2 separate regions of the Hordeum vulgare genome follow, and region 1 is linked to region 2. The links are chromatin contacts, called in public Hi-C maps. All regions are on one chromosome and are shown on one strand. Each heading gives the region's core, a stretch centred on a gene start, on an enhancer-like site or on the middle of the called end of the contact. The rest is flanking DNA. Distances are from core to core; before and after follow the strand shown.

Region 1 (3,988 bases), core at 1,166-3,665, 240 kb after region 2:
AAACAAAGTTTCAAAATACTATAAACCTAGCATCACATCCATCACAAAACACTTAGAAATATGGACATTTCTGAATCAAGGATGGAGCAAGAGAAACTAGTGCTTAAGATAAATAGAGAAGGGCGAGTTTTTAAAGCCATATGGAAACCTAGCATAAGTTGCACCCTACTCTCAAATGCACCACTCCACAACACTCCACATATCATCACACATCATCACCCATGGGACCACAACAACAACAAACAATATAATGAAGGCATGGATGAATGGATGCATGAATGCAAAGGAAAACAAGACATGCACATGAAATACCACATGGAATATAACTCTCATTGCAATGGCAAGATGGACCCACACACAGAAGGTTCCAAATAAGGCAAGTTACACTCTGGGCCATTACATCCATCCACTAGATGTGGGACCACCCCCTCAATCTGACCATCTTGTTTATCCCGGTCAATCATGATCGCTAACATATCCGCCACTAAATTAAATAGTATGGAAGATATGGAGTCCCCTTGTCTTAACCCCTTTCTTTTTTCTAAGTACCATCCTATGTCATCTTAGAGTATCTAAAGTTGGACATAGCAAATATGACCCCCTAAACGTTTATCGACGTGTCCGATCAGTGATCGGGCGTGTTCCCTATTTGTCCGCTCACGCAGCCACACTCCTTATTTTTTCCTCATATATCCGGTCACTTGCACGTGATTGATGGAAAGAAAGAGAGAGGATGAAAAGAATGAATAAAGAGAAGAAAAAAAGGTGGTCCAGGGTGAGGTTGTGTCCTACGTGGCGGATTGACCGCCGCGTCCGTGAGCACTCATATCCTCCCTATATTTGAGATGGGTATGAGGGTTCGCAGACAACCCATACGTATATGGATGATATGAGGGATATGGTTGGGTCGCTTTTTTCCTTCTCTCTCCTGTTCGATCAGTGACCGGGCGTGTTCATGGGCGTTTGAGAGGTCGTCTGAGGCATCCGGTTGTAGCTACACTCGGACCTTGCAGATCTGGCCCCTCAAACGTCCGTGGACGCGCCCGGTCATGCCTCGAATAATGCATTCTACATCCTGACACCTTAAATCTCATATGCCAAATCCATACAGCCCATGCAACTACTACGTCGACACATTACACACATCGTCCGGCTACTCCATCACTACTAACAGCCATCGGACTACCAAAACTTGACATGGTTAGCTATGGTGGAGATCAACCACGACTACCCTTGTCCTTCCTGGTGCCCTTGTTGTCCTTTTCGTGAAAGTACCGGTCAAAGACGTAGTACGGATCGAGACGGATCTGCTTGTCGCCGGAGTTGTCCTCGCCGTCGCTCACCTCCTTTCTCCTCATTCGATGGCAGTCCGGCCATTTCACGGACCACCGATTCTGCTCGCGAGCGAGGGCGGCGTGTTCCTCCGTTGTCGTTTCTTCAAAATGCGGGTGCAGATGGCTTCCTCCTATGCGGTCGCCCGCGCCACCTCATCAACCGCCTCCTGCAATCCACAAGGGACGACCCCGAGTCGATGGATCCCGACTGATCGGAGACAGATTCGTTGCCCGCCATGTAGGAGAAGCCCGGAGATCGCCGGAGGTGAGCTTGGGTGGCGGATGAGAATGGAAGGGAGTGGAGTGAAGTGGGTAGAGTTCGGTCCGACGAACGGATGGGGACGAATATATGTGGGATAGATGCGGACGGTGCGGGCCACGGGACGACCCCCTCCCAGTCGATGGATCCCGACTGGTTGGAATCAGATCCGTTGCCCACCATGTAGGAGAAGGCCGGAGATTGCCGGAGCTGAGCTTGGGTGGCACATGAGAGTGGAAGGAGTGAAGTGAAGTGGCTAGAGTTTGGTCCGACGAGCGGATGAGGACGAATATATGTGAGGTAGATGCGGGCGGGAGGCGGGCGTGCCCAAGCTTTTTCATATTCGTTCCACAATTGTACTGGATTTAAGGGGTACGGGTCAGCCCGAGCATTTGAGATCGGTTTGAAAGATCTGGTTGGATCGATTTTTTTGATCGGTTAGTATTCGGATGGTTTGTCCGGACGTTTGATGGGAGTTTAAAAATCCGAATGTAGATGCTCTTACCAAGGCTTTAGCGACACTGAAAGCCAGCAGTTTTGCGACGTGCTATGCACAGCCATTGACACAAACCTTACGTTCCTGTCGTTCATGGACTTGATGGCCGTAGCTGCGACCGTACTCTGCCCGATTTGGTCATGTCTATAAACCAGAGAAGTCTACTCTCGTGGAAACACACGGACGTTCGAAGGAAAGTTTACAACGGGCCAACTGACCTGACCCGATCAAAGCTTCTCCCGCCAAATTAATGAGCTCCGGTAGGGTATTCCATTTCCACGAACGTGTGTGAAGTGCCAGTATTCAGGCCTGGAACACGGGGTCACAGCTCCACGGTGTGCGAGTCAAGCCTCAACGTCGGTGTCAATGAGACCTTGTCCAGTATCTGTTGACGTTTACTCTCACAGTCTCACTCAGTTGGTCAAAGTCAGACTAATCACGCCGAACACATCAAGTGGCTGCAATGTGTACGGGTGGTCACGGATTCGCATTAAGAGTCTTCCGGCGCCGCAGCAGAGACAGACCAGATGGGAACTTAGCTTAGCAGAAATAATTATGGTCACACTTAGCTTAGGAAGTTTGCAACTACACGATGAGAATCATCCAACTAAGTGTGAAATTCAATTAATCTTCTCTAGCCTGCGAACTCTTTTTTTTATATAAAAAAGCTTTCCAGTTTCTCTTGCACCAACTTGCTCTTTTTCTTTCTCTGGATGGCTTGATATAACGTTCTTTGGACGACCATGGTCAGCAGAACTAGATATTTGGCCCAAATCCATCGCAATCGTCTAGCCGGCAAATGGAGCAGGCGCATTACCATTATTCTACTCGCCTGTTACGAAGGTGTTTTTTATTTCGCCCTACAGGCGTCTGTTAATATACATTTTTACAAACGGGCGCCACCGAGCTGTCCCATCTTCGGGTTTTCAAATCTGTCCCTAATAATAAATCACGCATCGCTTCTACCGTACATCGTCAGTCATTTTACACAAAACCTCCTACATTTTTTCAAATTAACCCGCAGTCCGGATATAAATGACAAGAAAGAATCGTTCTTTTGTAGTTTTGCAAAAAACCCTTCTGTTTTCATGGAATCAACCCGCAATCCGTTTTGTCCGCATTTTACAGAAAACCCTAACTTTTACGATAAATAACACGCAGTCTATCTTTCAGTCAAAACGAATTATTTTTTATACTTTCACATAAACACCCTAACATATGCGTTAATAACTCCGAAGTCTATTTAAAATAAATTTATATTTTTAAATAACAATATCTTTTAAACCGTGAATCCAATTTAAACATGTTATATACGAAATCTGATTAGAAAAATGTGTAGAGTTTAAATATATTGTTATTTTACATGTTAAATATTTTTAAAATAGTATATAAGATATAATGTTAATCAGTATTTGTCTTTATTTCATATCGACGATGTGTATTATAACATGTAAACTTAAACGTCAATATTTGAAAAATGTTATAATCCTTGGGCATAATGTACTTGCACTAGGTTCTCACTTTGCACATATTTCATGACCTAATTAGACTTTACGTACGTGTCTTTTCTTGATAGAATCCACGCGCGTTTTTACCAACAAACTACACTTTTTTTCTAGTGAATACACAAATAGTTTTTATAGCATGTAAATGCATATATAAAATTGATGAACATCATAAGTACAGGAAGGTTTATTTTAAAAAAATATCATAAGTATTATTTATCTGATAGTAATGAATGTTAATCGTTGAATTTTTTTAGGTTTCATCTATTACATATGATGGCTATACATATATGCTTTTTTAAATATACTCAATTTATAAACGCAGCCTCCTCAGTGCCGAATGACACTACGACGATGATGTCTGAGTATGGTCGTAGGTGTACATCATCAATAT
Region 2 (4,240 bases), core at 45-2,544:
CCATGTGGCATGTGACACACAGAGTCAACGTACCAGGAGCTGATGTATTTTCAGATCAAAGTCAACTCATGCCAACAAGAACACTAGTTAATTAGGCATCTGCATGTGAGATTTCACATGGCAACAGGCATAGTTTTCTTATGAGGTGTCCGTTAGAAGCATACAGAATTGATGGTATTTCCATGTTGTTGCACTACACATGCATAGAGCAAAACTGATTCATGTGGTTTACTCCTGTTTACTCATTGCAGTAACGCTTGGACAGCTACACTTATTCACTCGTAGAAAAGTTGAATTCAAAAAAAATTAGAGCTTCGGTTAAAAGGTGAAAATTGTCCCTATAATATTGCCAGAAATTGGGAGCTTCAGAGTTTTACTCCCCATAATTTTGATCCTACTCAAGTTGTTTCTGTAGAGAATGTATCTTTTCGTACAATTTTAGTTTGCGTTACGATTGCCAAACTGAATCGGAAGTATATAAAAGCTCGAGGATAGAGGCATAAATGTCGAATCAAATCAATAAATTCTGGGTAGAGCGCTCACATTTTTCTTCCTGAGGATGCTGCCTCCGCTGACGGCGGTGGTCGCCCCCGTGATGAGGTTGAGCTTCCCCTTGGCGCCCATGTTGGCAGCGGCCATTGCGTGTATGCCGATGCTCCCGCCGGACACCTGCCCGACCTGCCAAACCTGGTTCACCTCCCCGGTGCCGTTCTGGAGCGCGAGCTTCCCGAACATCTGGACGCGGCCGTCAGCGCCGACCTCGGCGGCGAGGTCGGTCGTCTTGTAGGCGATGCTCCCCGGCGATCCGAGGGACGTTCCCTGGATGGCGTACGTCTCCACGCCGTACGCGCCGCCCTTGGGTGCGGCGACGAGCGCCTGGGTGCCGCTCATGCCGTCGCCGGTGGGGTTGAGCCCCCAGGCGACCCAGCCGCCGGCCGAGGGCGGCGCGGCGACGAAGGCCACGGAGAGGGAGGACGCCGCCGGGTCGTAGGTCCAGTGCACGGACGCGCCCAGGGTAGGCAGGTCGGTGCAGGCCGCGTACACGCGGTTCTTGGAGAACCTCTCCGCCGTGCACGCCCCCGCCGCGCCCACGCTCGCCGGCGCCGCGGCCAGCAGCGCCGCCGCCGCCAGCAGGGCGAGAACCCGCGTGACGGACATGGCGGATGGATGGACGGGGGATCTCTTCTCCGGGGCCGAGGAGTTAATGGGGGTTCAGGTGGGAGGAGACCGGTGGGTGGGGAAAGAGGAGAGCTTTCTTTCGGGCTCAGAGTCGGAAGGAAGCAGAGCCGGGGCGTGTGGGAAGCAGGGGAGGGAGATGGCGCGGTTAATAAAGGAGGAGGCGGTGAGGGTGGTGTGGACTTTGGGAAGGGAAGGCGGAAACGTGGGCGCGTGTGATTGGGCGGGGGTTGACGCGGTCTGAGGCTTTTAGGAAAGGCTAAACACGTTCCGTTTTTACGTCCGTTCCTTGCCGTTTCTGCGCGGCGACTTGCCGAGTTTACTACTGAGCCGTAGCGTACGGTTCATGGATATGGTGCGTACGTACCTGCCTACATTTGACGTGATGACAAACTTCTGCATGACCATGTAGATTCAGTGCTGCCAGAGTGCTCAGTTTAGTCTACGGGATCCGCTAACTAAGCACAAACACAATTGTCGATATGGAAGTTCAACCTTTCTCAAGATGACGATGAAGTTGAATAGGAAGTCAATTATCATGTACTCCATCCGTAAAATTTAGATCATTAAAGTATCATGATAAGGCAGCTATTCGAAAGAGCTTTTAAAGAGAGATTGAATGCTTCTTAATATAATATAATCTTCTTTGACATGAAATCCCTCCTTGACGAATTTGAATCTTCTTCAAGGCTGCCTGTAATGAGAGTATCATACGTAGTATTATACATGTCAACTAATCAATTTTAATAAGGTGACATAGAATTAAATTAAAAAAAATGGTTGAGTATCATATCGTGATATTGTATCATATCATGATAATGTATCATGTACTCCCTCCGTAAATAAATATAAATTATTTAGATCATTAAAGTATCATCATAAGGCAGCTATTATCGAAAGAGCTTTTAAAGAGAGATTGAATGCTTGTTAATATACTATAATCTTCTTTGACATGAAATCCCTCCGTCACGAATTTGAATCTTCTTCTAGGTTGTCCGTAATGAGAGTATATGTAATAGTCTTATACATGTCAACTAGACAATTTCGATGAGGTGACATAGAATTAAATCTTTACCTAATAATAAAGAGGCTATCGCTTTCGTCGGAAAACCCACCGAGGTGATTTTACAAAAAAGCCCTTACTGTTTATGACATTAAACTCGTAGTATATATTAAATATTTTTTTAAATACTCATATCTTTTAAACCGTAACTCCAATTTAACATATTATACATGGAATTTGATTAGAAAAATATGTAGAATTTAAATATGATATTATTTTATCTGTTAAACGTTTAATAAAAATACTATCTAGGATGCAATCTTAATAAATAAGTCATTATTCGTCTTTCTTTCATACCGGTACTCATCCGGGTTGGGGATGAGCACGTCAACAAAATCAGGATTAGAGATGAAACTGAAGGTCACTTGACTGATTCTTTGTACGTATTAAATCTACATGCAAGCCGTGTTAAAATAGAAGACCTGTGAAATTTTGAACTACATTTTTGTAGGATAAGACCATCTTTATTTGTATCGTAACTATAAATTCTCAAATTATAGACATTTTTTATAAATTAAGAGCGTGTGCCGTGTGGTATTTCTTTCTCCCGTTGCAACGCATGAGCCCTTTTGCTAGTGAAGAAAGAGAGGGTTACGTATCATATCATGATACTGTATCATATTAACTGATGTGTTACTATGTGTCTTGCATGACAATAAATATTCTACCTTATGATTCCAACATATAGTACTATGCATTACGGATGTGGTATCATATAGACTAGTATCATATGCATGATACTAGTATATGATATTATCGATTACAACCAACCTTAGCGGACTTCACAAATTTGATGGGTTAGGGCTTCTCGAGACCCGTGTCACCAATGAGGACATTCTAGGCGTAGTAAATCATCTCCCAGCGCATAAATCCCCACGCCTGAGATTTTAGCACAACCTATATTAACTGTGAAGAAGAATAAATAAGTAGGAAAAAATCGAGACAAACTCCCTGTTGGCCCACCCTAAGAGATTGGACTAGATCCGCCACTACATTACTCTCACTCCCAAAAGAACGATTTCATGTGTCGAGAGATTTCAAACCTATTTCACTAGCAAACTACACCATCAAGATCATGACAAAAAAATAACCAACAAATTGCAAAGAATCATTCTTGAGTTGCTTCATATCAATCCATATGAGTTTCTAAGATTGAGATATATTCATGAGTGCGAGGGTCGGGCCTTTAAATATTTGCATCAATGCCATAGTTCAAGCAAGGAAATAATTATCCTCAAACTAAACTTTGAAAAGACTTTTGACCTGATTGAACAAATTATTTCTGGACATCCTACAAGCTAGAGGCTTTGGTCATAGATGGATCAATTGGATTAAAAATGATTTTTGGGTCTCAAACTTCTTCTATTCTGCTCAGTGGAGTCTCGATGAAGCAATTTCAAAAGGGGGGGCTCTCCCCTCTTATTTTTTTGCTAGCTACTATTTTCTAAAATTCATTCCAACAAGTGAAGTTATGAGCAATTCTTTCATCCAGTCACCTCTAAATATTACTACATCTATAGTCTTTTCAGTAATTCAATATGCACACGACACTATTGATGTTCTTACAATTGAATAGATGTAGCTAATGCAAGTTAAGAATTTTTCACTGCACTTTGTTGGCCAAGCTGGTCTTAAGGTCAATTATAATAAGTTTGTGATTGTGTGTGTTAATGTGTTAGAGGATAAGATGGCTTCGCTCATTGGGGTTTTAGACCACTAGCAAGGTTATTTACCTTTGGGAAACACTTCCTATCAGCAGTCTGATACGGAAGTTTCCTCAGACCAGCCCTGGGTCATTGATTCCTTTTTTATCCCACGGTCCATATTTTAAGAAAATCTTCAATCCCGTTAATTGATCCCACAATTTCCATCTTCCGAGTAAATCTCGCCGGATAACCCATCCAAACCACATCATGACATCCGGAGCGAGTAAATCTCGGATCCCACGGGTGAGCTCTGGGCGCGCACAACGACGACACGTCGTCACGTCGACTCCTACCT

Evidence for each region. A called contact is a pair of places that touch in the nucleus more often than the background predicts.
Region 1: a Hi-C map of seedling shows a contact between it and region 2, with 4 times the contacts expected there. The contact joins the enhancer-like site here to the promoter of LOC123410505 in region 2. A contact is called at or near these places in 3 of 6 Hi-C or Micro-C datasets (leaf and seedling) and 1 of 1 datasets of contacts at active chromatin or transcription factors (embryo).

What each region holds. Positions count from the first base shown.
Region 1 is chr7H:192,830,261-192,834,248 of MorexV3_pseudomolecules_assembly, forward strand. No RefSeq gene overlaps it. Among protein-coding and RNA genes, the nearest start is that of LOC123411877, 170 kb to the right of the region's middle. Within about 2 kb of position 2,416, at least 3 of the 3 cell types and tissues checked have open chromatin away from gene starts, as enhancers often do. A contact at or near this core is called in leaf and seedling, where this site is marked.
Region 2 is chr7H:192,594,060-192,598,299 of MorexV3_pseudomolecules_assembly, forward strand. LOC123410505 (cytochrome b561 and DOMON domain-containing protein At4g12980-like) reads right to left here and starts at 1,295. Exons shown (of 3, transcript XM_045103450.1): 1 at 544-1,295. The coding sequence starts at 1,158.